Regions from separate parts of the Hordeum vulgare genome. Here region 1 is linked to region 2. A link is a contact called in public Hi-C data. All regions are on one chromosome and are shown on one strand. The core of a region is the stretch at or near the end of the contact, and the rest is flanking DNA. Distances in the headings are between cores, read along the strand shown. Region 1 holds the start of LOC123427565 (zinc transporter 7-like). Region 2 holds the start of LOC123408285.

The links. Hi-C and Micro-C count contacts between places; a contact is called where the count stands out from the background.
Region 1: a Hi-C map of leaf shows a contact between it and region 2, with 3 times the contacts expected there. The contact joins the promoter of LOC123427565 here to the promoter of LOC123408285 in region 2. A contact is called at or near these places in 2 of 6 Hi-C or Micro-C datasets (leaf and seedling).

Annotation. Positions count from the first base shown.
Region 1 is chr1H:151,789,252-151,794,327 of MorexV3_pseudomolecules_assembly, forward strand. It overlaps LOC123427565 (zinc transporter 7-like), which reads right to left and starts at 2,075. Exons shown (of 4, transcript XM_045111649.1): 1 at 1,813-2,075; 2 at 1,094-1,737; 3 at 860-1,009. The coding sequence starts at 1,873.
Region 2 is chr1H:150,962,742-150,968,060 of MorexV3_pseudomolecules_assembly, forward strand. It overlaps LOC123408285, which reads left to right and starts at 1,598. Exons shown (of 3, transcript XM_045101428.1): 1 at 1,598-1,705; 2 at 1,806-2,649; 3 at 2,759-3,039. The coding sequence starts at 1,910. The coding sequence ends at 2,894.

The DNA.
Region 1 (5,076 bases), core at 825-3,324, 830 kb after region 2:
CAAAGAAACTCGGTGTACTAGAAGCCAATTCATACACAATAAAAGAATATTACTAATTTGAGAAAGGCAAGATACACAGAAGTTTATGTCCATACTATAAAAGTCTATGTTGATGGCATGTAACTGAATGCCTAATAGTTTCAATTTTCAAATGAAACCAGCTGGTCAAAGAGTAATTTTGTGGACAGAAATCTGATTGTAGCAGTAGGGTTTAACACTTTGACAAGTTGGTGATAGAATATCCGCCGATAACAGCCTCAAATTTAAAATAGGTAGACCTTGTATCTGTGAAGGTCAACCCTCCTCCATTCAATTAACAAAGGTGCAATCCCTGACCACAAAAACTAGAACTAAATGCAAGTTCGACTAGTAAAATTTCTGGATTTAATTCAGTTTAACATAATCAGGTGGTCGATTCACAGCTCGTGTTATAAGGATGGCAGCTGACCCCAGATTAGCGCTCCCTTCATAGTGAGTATTATCTATATTTCTGTATTTTCTTACGAACTGATACTTCTGAAGTTCTAAATCTTCACATTTCCTTTTGTGAATGAATATCCTGATATTTCTGACTTTCCGATTTCTGAGCATGAGGTTTGTAAGTTGTCATCCTTTTCTGTTGCATGTGCTCCTAGAATTCACCAGTTTAGTATAGTTACTTTATCCCTAAATCAAGGCCACCAGAATACTGAATCACTGTGAAAAATGAAAGTCCACATTAACGGATTAACCTATTGTAAAAACAGACGCTACAAAGTGCAAACGGTAGTAGTTGTGGTCATTTGAACTATTTCATTTTCCTTGTAGCCATCACACAGTCATGCCACATAATTGTACCAATCCATACTGAATTCCTCACCTGCGCGATGCACCCACCAAGGGCAAACCCCTCGAAGAACTGGTGAAATGAGAGCGCTGCCACCAATGGCCTGATTGCGCAGGGGCTCCGAGACACCCCAAGCGACAGCCCAATGATCACGGAGTGCGACACAATCCCCATTTCCAGTATCTACAGGAATCAAAATCAATATATACTTTTTTGAGGGGAACTATATCAAACAATTGATTGAAACCAACGAAGAGATTACACCACCTGTGATACCACGACGGAGCGCACGTGCTCTGACACCTCCCCCTCGCGTCCTTGTGGTTGCACCAGCTCGTGACCATGCGATTGCGCGTGGGAATGGGAGTGCGCTTGCAAGAGCGGGGCCTTGTGCTCACTCTGGACGACGGTGACCACAGTGATGTCTTCGTCGCTGGCGGAGGTGGACGCGGCGGCGAGTGCGGCAGCGGCGTCAGCCTTGACCCGAGCTACCTCGGCGCGGTGCTTGGTCTCGTAGAACCTGGTTACCAGGACGTCGAGCACCAGCGTGGCGAGAGCAGCGAGCATGGCGACGAAGCCGGGGAACGGGAACCGGCGCCAGGGCGCAGCCGGGAGGCAGGGGTTGGAGAGCGCGTGCTCGGCGTCGTGCAGCATGTGGACGAACCCTGTGGCCAGGATCACGCCGGCCGCGAAAGCCTTGGCGGCCACGAAGACGGCGCTGCCGGTCTCCACCGTCCGCCGCTTCCGCCCGGCAAGCGGTAGGCCCACGCCCATCACCCCGGACACCAGTATCGCCGCCATGGCAATCCACTTGAGCCGCAGCGCCGCCGCGTCGTCCCGGCACCCCGCCCCCTCGGCCTTCTCCACCTCGTCCGCGCAGCTTGCCGCGGACAGGGACGCCGCAATAAACCCTAACCCACCATTGACATCGATCGGATCAACCACAAAAGTGCTTGAAAGAAACCTCGAAGAGCAAACTGAATTACCGTTGCTTTTACTCAAGAGCTGGCCCGCGTGCCGGCGGAAGCCTGCTACACCGATCATCATGCCCTGAGAATCCCGAGCGGTGCTAAATTCCTCGAGGACAGAAACCTCGGAAAAAGATCGATCCCTTAACCTCTTGGCCTGGCCTTTCTTTCTTCTGATGCGGTGGATGCCTTGCTATCTTCGCACGTAAAAGAGCGCGCAGGGTACGAGTGAGAGAGAAAGAGGGGGAGGGTGTGTCGTCATGGTGGCACTGCACCGAACAGCCGGGGTACTAGAGCGGACGTGATCCGTCAACGCAAACGATCCAGAATGCGGACGGTGGCGATTTCACCTGGGCTAGAAGGTCGCGTTTCGCTGGGCTGCGGACCAGGAGGCTCTGCCGGTGGGGTCCGGGCCCACGGTGGGGGAAAAGCGCGAGGGCGAAGTGAGTACGTGGACTGGATGCACGAATCCCTGCTGTGCTAGACGTCGATTCGTGTTTTGGACGGCTGAGATCCTGCTCCGCGAGCGTGGAGTTAGTATACCACGTTCTCCTTCTGTTCGGCAGTTATAATACTTCGGCAGGGATAGGCAGCTGCTTGGCACACGCGATCGTGATCAAGTCGAGAGACTTGAATACGGGACATACTCCCAGTTTGGGCCCCTTTGTCAGTCTGAATGATTAGCATGACGGAGGTTGGAGCTGGTCGTGGGTTGGTGCATTGCGACAGAGTCGTGGGGCAGTGGGAAACGATGTCGACATAGTGAGGTTAGGCGGTTCCAGGATCCATCCATGTCAGCGTTCGTGTATGGGCTGGGCTCATCGGCCTTCATAACAATGGCTGTTTGGTTGCCGGGTCCTAGCATACGAGTTATTTTGCCGATACAAAGGCCAGACCGGACGTACGCTCGTCGCGTGCACAGGCGATCCACCGACTGGCCTATTCCTCCTCGAGGAAATCACTAATTAAAGCAAAAGGTGAACCATATATAATAGAAAAATAAGACACACTTCTAATCTATTAAGTATTGTACATGTTAATTATAAAATAAATTATAGATGACATAACAATGTCCACCACGTGTCTATGCTATTAATCATGCTATGAGGGAGTATTTCTTTTAAAGATCACTCCCATTTTTTCAAGTTGTGATAAATGACACACTGCATGTGTGTTACTTGTGGTAACCTGAAACTTTTTTTTCCTATTTTTATAGATTTGTATTTTTAAAATATTTTATCTCCTAAACAGTACATTCAAATCTTAAACCGTTTTTACCGTTGGATTTCTCGCGTCGAGATCTTTAAAAATTAGATCCCATGTTGATAGGTTTTCATAAACTTTTTTTAAAAAAAAGACCAAAAAACCATGACTCTCGCGATAAGATAAAAAACTAGAAAACACGTTTTTTGCGTTTTTTTTCTTTCCAGGAGGCACGGCCGTGCCTCCCACGAAGGCAAAACCGTGCCTCTCACAGAAAAAAATCGTGTCTCTCATGAAAAAAAACGTTACTTTTTCCTCTCCGAGAGACACGGGCGTGCCTCTCCCGATGGCAAACCTGTGCCTCTCACGAAAAAACATGTTATTTTTTCTCTTTTTCGAAAGGAACGACCGTTCCTCTTGTCGAAGCAAAATCGTATCTCTCGCAAAGATAAAATCGTGCCTTTCACAGAAACAAAATAGTGACTCTCGCAAAAAAAAAAGACAGGTTTTTTGCGAAAACATGTATTAAATATTTCGTCAGAAAACTAACACCAAAATTTCAAAAAAAAAACAATCTAAAAAACCAAAAACGCGTGCGAAAAATAAAAAAATAAAATTCAAAGGAAACCCTTAGAATGCGACACATGGCGATACTTGAGAACGCACCAAGTACCAACACGTAAAGTGCTCGTTGCAAGGCTCCCGAAAGGACGCTTGCTAACTAGGGACTCCCCTATTTGACGCCCGTCATGTCAAAGTGTCGGACGTTCGTACATGCAATCCCCAAGTGTGAGAATTGGGCCAGCCTCTTACTTCCTCATGAGGCAGCCAGTTTCAGGAACCTTTTCGTGAACCGGTTCACATTAGTCAGTCCAGTTTTGCGATGATAGAATCGGTTCGCACTGGCCAGTCTACAAGGTTTCCTAAACCGGTTTTTTGTTTTTAATGATTTTTATGTTTCTTTTTGTCTTTTTTTTTGCTTCTGTTTATTTTTTTCCTTTTCTTTATTTCCTATTTTCTTCCTTTTTCCTTTTTCTATTTTAAGGTTATTTTAGCTTTTTCAAACTAAGTTCATGTTCAAAAATTGTTTTCAAAATTAAAAAAGTTCTTGTTCTATAAAAATGTTTGTTTCAACAAATTGTTTATAACTGCAAAAAATGCTTTTATTTTTCAAAAAATGTTATTGTTTTCATTTTCATTTTTTCCTTTCCTTCGTTTTCTTATTCTCGTTTTCTATTTCTTTTGTTTGACATTTGCAAATTTTTGTTTTGAATTTAGAAAAATGTTCTTCTGTTCAAATTTTTGTTCAAAGTTTTTATTTGAATGTCCATCCATGTCAGCGTTCGTGTATGGGCTGGGCTCATCAGCCTTCATAACGATGGCTGTTTGGTTGCCGGGTCCTAAAATACAAGTTATTTTGCCGATACAAAGGCCAGATCCAAAATATCCTTGTTGACGCTCGTCGCGTCAAAGTGTCGGACATTCGCACAGCGATCCACCGAGCGTGAGAATTGGACCGACCCATTCCTACTTTAGGAAATCACTAATTAAAGCAAAAGATCGATCATATAATAAAAAAATAGTAGACTCTTCTAATTAATTATTGTACATGTTAGCTATAAGATGAGCTATAGATGCGATGATTTATAGCGAGTATCCGACTATGTTATTAACCATGCTTTTAGGAAGTATTTCTTTTAAAGATCACTCACAGGATATTACCCCTGTGTATACCAAGAGCGGAGATTAGCCGTCTCCAAGACATATGGGGCGCCTGCCCCCCCCCCTCCCAGGCCGTCTGACGACAGCCGACCTACTCAGCCAATGCGTGCATGGCCGGCTGGCGATAGCCGGCCCATTCGGCCAATACGTGCCTAGTCGGCTGGCGATAGCCGGCTCGCTTGGGCGATGCATGCCTCGCCGACTGACGTGATTCGACCCGTCAGCTGGCCCGCCGCCAGCCGGACGGTCGGCTCCCGTCCCATTTAACCGTACCTCCATAGAAAGACAAGACGGGACAAATCGTACCCAGGCCGCCCAGGCAGCAGTACGCGTTGACATACGTGGCATGACCACAGT
Region 2 (5,319 bases), core at 348-2,847:
TTTATGGCACCCCTTGATTCCTGTGCACCAATAGGAGGTAGGCGGTTTCAATAATCTTTTCAAAAAGTCCCTTCATGCATGAGTGGGAAAACCACTTATTAAACAAGCCAAGTGTGCTTCAAGCAACACACCTTGTTTCCCCAAACGGCGAGAAGAACATCGGAAAGCACAGAGACATGGCGAGCACTCCAAGCTCCTCCTCACGCCCTCATGACTCTCTTCTAGGCGACCGGGCAAGTTGTTGTGTATCTTGTCTTTGTTTGCGTGACCTAGAGGTGCAGGGATATCTTCCTTCCTCAGATCTGGCACCTTCCCATTCTTGATTGACTTCCGCAAACGGTGAAGCCTTCGCGGAGAAATTCCCTACTCCCCGCAAGGAAGAGAGGGTATGTTTCGTTCTCTTCCTCGTACAACGCTTGGGTTTTCCCATTCACCCTTTTTAAGGGGTTTATAAGAATTTTACGGGATTCAACTCCACTACCTTACCCGTGCATCCATACTTCATATCTCGGGCTTCGTTGCCCTTTGCGAGATGTTTGTGGGCTGTGAAGCCCATTTCTATCTAGGAAGTTTACTGCCTCGTCCCCCGTACTCTAGGTGGGACGATTTGTGAAGTAGGTGGAGCCGAAATGTGGTGTATAGTTGGGCCCTCTTGATGGAGGTAAAACCTGCTCTTGTTTATATTGATGATGGAGTATCGAGTATAGAGTTGATCTACCTCGAGATCGTATATTGTGGTCTAAAACCCTATGAGTAATGATATTAACATGTCCTATGAGCTAAGGCCATCTCGTTTATATAGATACCAGGGATAATAGGATTACACAATACCGGTTACACCAAGGAAAAAACATGATCATTACCATCTTGCCTTGGAGCATATACCAAGTCATGACAATTATAGGGCGACCCATGAGTCCGTCCCATAAAAATAGATAAACAGCCCAAGGACCCCCTAATCTCGAATTCTCTTATTGGACCCGTCCGTTAAACGCGCGGCCGATCCATTTAAAAAAGAGGACGTACACGTCAATCCAAACGGATAAAAGACGGACAAAGCACACGTCTGTTTCGGTCACGCGTTTGGAGCTGTTGTGAGAAGGAAATGAACTTGTACATGTGTGCGCTAAACTTTGTAGTACCTCTAGAAGATGTTTGTCTTTGGATAAACTATTTTCATCCTTCCTTACGGATTGTGTAATGAAGGATTGTAATCCTTCTGGGTGATCTATATAAAGCTCTTGATTAAAAAAAAATTGGTCATGCATCCTCATTTTCTTTGATAAACAATTAGTAATAGCTTTCGCTGCACAGAAAACCAACAGGGCTGAGTTTTCCTTTCTCTGAAACAACTCGTCATTCCCGGATTTCCAAATAGAGTAGACCACAAAAACCATCTTATTCGGGAGAAACCCATATGTGAGTATGCCCGGAATATATATGTCGATCGCAAGTTTTGTTACGTCACTTTTTCCATGCCAAAAGTAGGTTGGCCTCCCAGCCAACGGCAGCACCTAAATTTCCCTGCGATAGACGGTCTGTCCTCTTCCCCGTTGATCCATCCCAACTCCCATGCATATAAAAGCGAGGCCGGCTATTGTTGTCTCTTGTCGGAGCTCCATTTCTTGAATTTTCCTTGGCGGCCTCTCACCGCCGAGTTCCGACCAATCAATCCCATATGTGCCCATTTAGCTCTTCACAGCAGGTAGGATGTGTGGAGATTTGTTCTCTCAATTTCGATTTGATTTCTTCTGTTCTCCCTTCCAAATGAGGAGATTTGATTTGCTTCTCTCTCGTACGTGTAGATCTGCGGCGTCGCGACGCCGCCTTCTGCATCGTTAATCCAGAACGGACTCCACGAGCCGATTAATCATCGCGAGTCAGGATCACGACCTCGCGTGACGCAGCCATGGCGGTCATGGACCAGGACGGCGGTTCTGCGCGCGCACCCGCACCCGCACCCGCACCGATGAGGCTGCCCTCATACTCCTGCAGCCCCGGCAGCGTCGAGGCCACTCACGACCGCAAGCTTTCCCACTCCGACTCCTTCTGGACGCCGGCCGAATCGCTGCGGTCGTCGTCCGCTTCGTCGTCGTCCCCACCTCTATCCAGCAGTTCCTCGTTCGAGAGCATTCCCCTGCCCGACCTTGACCGGCAGTCCTCCTTGTCCTCCACGTCCTCCTACGCGAGCTTGTACCAGGTCGAGGCGGCGGCGGACCACGACCGTTCTTCCTCTTGCGCCGAGTCAATGCCAGCAACGCTGCCGCCGGCAGTCCAGACGATGATGGTGCAGGGGCAGCCCGCTGGGTACGACACGAAGAGGCTCCCTTCATCGATGTTCCGCACGCAGTCCACGTGCCCCGCCCAATGGAGCGCCACCTCGAACGACTCGCTTTTCAGCATCCAGCTGGAAAACTCCGGCGAGATCGGCCCGCTTTACGGTGTCGGCGACCTCTACTACGACGCCTCTGGGGTGTTCCACCGCCTCTCATCCGCCGCGAGGCTGCCGGCCGTGCCAGAGATGTCGACAGGAAACTCCGGCGGGAGTTTGTGCGTGAGGGATGACTGCGCGGGGTGCGGCAGTGGCACAAGCATGAACAAGAAGTCCGTCAGGTTCGCCACCGCCGATGGCGTCGCCGGCACGCGCAGGTACACGCCCGTCTTCTCGGCATGCATTACCTCACATGGTTTGCATTACGTGCGCGGTCTTTCTGTGTCCCTCGTCGTCCTGACCTGCGAATGTTGGCTTCAATTGCAGTCTTCCGCCCGCGTTGGAGGAGACGGAGGCATCGGTGGCGGAAACTGGCGCGGCGGCGGAGGCTGGTTGGTGCTCTTGTCCGTCGATATGGTGGCCAAGCTGCGCGTGCCGCGGATGTGACTGCCGGTGGTCCTGAATTTGGAATGGGTAGGAAATTTTGGACATGTCGAGTCCATTCAACTCCATCTTGTTGATCGGCTGTGGAATGGGTGCATATAGATTGGTAGGCGTCTTGGCGTGTTCTTACTGGCTAATATAAGTATTTGCGAGTTGCGGCGAGACGAAACACAAGTACTGGATCGTTGGCCTTTTCCGAAACACATACGGGCCACATACCTTCATTATCATTTATTTTGCCACGTCAAAACAGATGACATCATCGTTTTTTTAAAAAGTTAATGTCACAATCGTTGGCTACTACAATGGACCAGCGCGGAAAAAAAAGAAAAAGGCTAACTAGCTTAATTTTTACACAAATTGAAGAGCAACTAGTTAGCGTGCACTTCTTCGAGACCCTTTCAGCGATCACTCTCACGCGTCGTCACTTGCGCATTTTTGGTCGCCGCCACATGTCACACTCTCAGCATTTCCTTCAAATTTCGTTTTTTTATTTTTTTTCTGTACGGGTTTTGGTTTTCGGCTTTTTAGATAGGTTTTTTATCCAGTTTAGAGATTGGCTTTTTGTATCCCATGGATTTTTTTTCAAAAAACACGTTCTCTATTATTTTAGAAGATACACGATTTTATTTCTATGAAAGGCAATGGCGGACCCATCATTGGGCCGAGCTGGGGCGGCCGCCCCGGGTCGTCGATGGCACAGGATCGACCCTCACCTACTTGTTTTTCCACCGGCCGCGAAATCTGCAAAAATCCAGTGGCGGCGGCAGCGTTCTGTTCGTGAGGGGAGGGACGCAGCAACCAACGATGAAGGGCCGATGGGGTAAGCAATGACTTGGGTCGGTTGGGTGGGCTTTTTGTCTATAGGCCCAAACAGAAATGCTCGATCTAGAATTCCAGTCGAGAGGATGCAGAGAAACGCACGAAGCAGACGTGACCTAACTGTTGGGGCTCGCGCCGCCGCCAATCGCCAGTGGCAAGGGTTCCCAGACGCAGGGGCCAGATTTCGCATCTGCTGGCTGCGGCGGCCGGTGGGGGTGCTGCTGCTGCTGCAGGTTGGGCCAACGACGAGGGGTGGCGGCGTTTGGGGGAGGCACTGCAGGTCGGGCTAGCGGAGGGGGCGATAGTGAGGGGCTCCAGGGCGACGTGCTGATGCTGGAGGTCGGACCAGGAGGGGGGGCGACAGTGGGGCGTTGCTGGTGATGGATACCGGTGAGGATGTGGATTGGGTGGGTCTATCTGGTACTGCCGAACTCGAAGAAACCGAGGCCGAGGCTGCTGCTGTCGATGAAACTGCGGCTATGGCAGAGGCAGCAGTTTAGCGAGCAAATCAACCAAACGGAAGCGACCACATGAAACCGACGACCAGCAGCAGGTGGTATCCTCTTCTAGTCTTCTTGCATCTTTCCTTTGATATGTTAGTTGAAATTGGAAACTTGGAATGTTGAATAAGGAATTGGTGCCATTTGATGTTGTAGGGCATTCCCACATTTAATTTAGCCCAAAGCACATTGAAGAGTATGCAACTCTAGAAATTAGAGATGAAATGTGAAGGGCATATTTGTCAAAAGGTGTAGACCATTTGTATGGTTATGATTTTCCTGGTACTCGTTTTGGGAAAGATTGATGGGACTTCAAAGAAGCATCGTATAAAGTTTATGACTCACTAGAGTATAGTGAAGAAACAAAATCTGCCTATTGTTTCCATTGTTTACTTTTCAAGCCATGTTTTTTTTTGTGACACACGGTTTTTCTTTCCTCGGAGGTGCGGTTTTGCGCTTGTGCAGGGTACGGCCGTCCCTCTCAAAAATGTAAAAAACGTGTTTTCTTTTTTTTCGTGAGAGACATGGTTTTGTTTTCGGGAGAGGCTTGACTGTGCCTCTTGGAAACATAAAAAGAAACGTGTTTCTCTTGTGAGAGGCACAATTTTGCTTCCGTAAGAGGTACGGTTTTACCTTCGGAAGAGACGCGGTCGTGCCTCTCAGAAACGAAAAAACGTATTTTCTGTTTCTTTTTCTACAACGAGAGGCACGATTTTTTCATCTGATTTTTTTGTAAAAAAAAGTTCGTGAAAATCTATCAACATGGGTCTAGTTTTAAAGATCTCGACGCGAGGAACCCAACGATGAAAACAATTTCAGATTTGGACGCACGGTTTAAGAGATAAAACATTTTAAAAATATGGAACTATGAAAAAAAGGAAAACTCTTAGGACACACAGACAGCATCACTTTTCCTAAAGTGTAAAAATGAGAATGATCTTTGAAAGAAGTACACCTTAATTAATGATTTCGAACAAATTTACAATAAATAAAAATGGAATTCCCTATACACCGCTAATTGCGGCAAGTAGTCGCTTGGCCGACACATTTGGGTGCTTTCGCTTTGTGAGATAAAAAAACTGCAAAAACAGTTCGCGCGAGGGATCAAACCGACACCTCCTG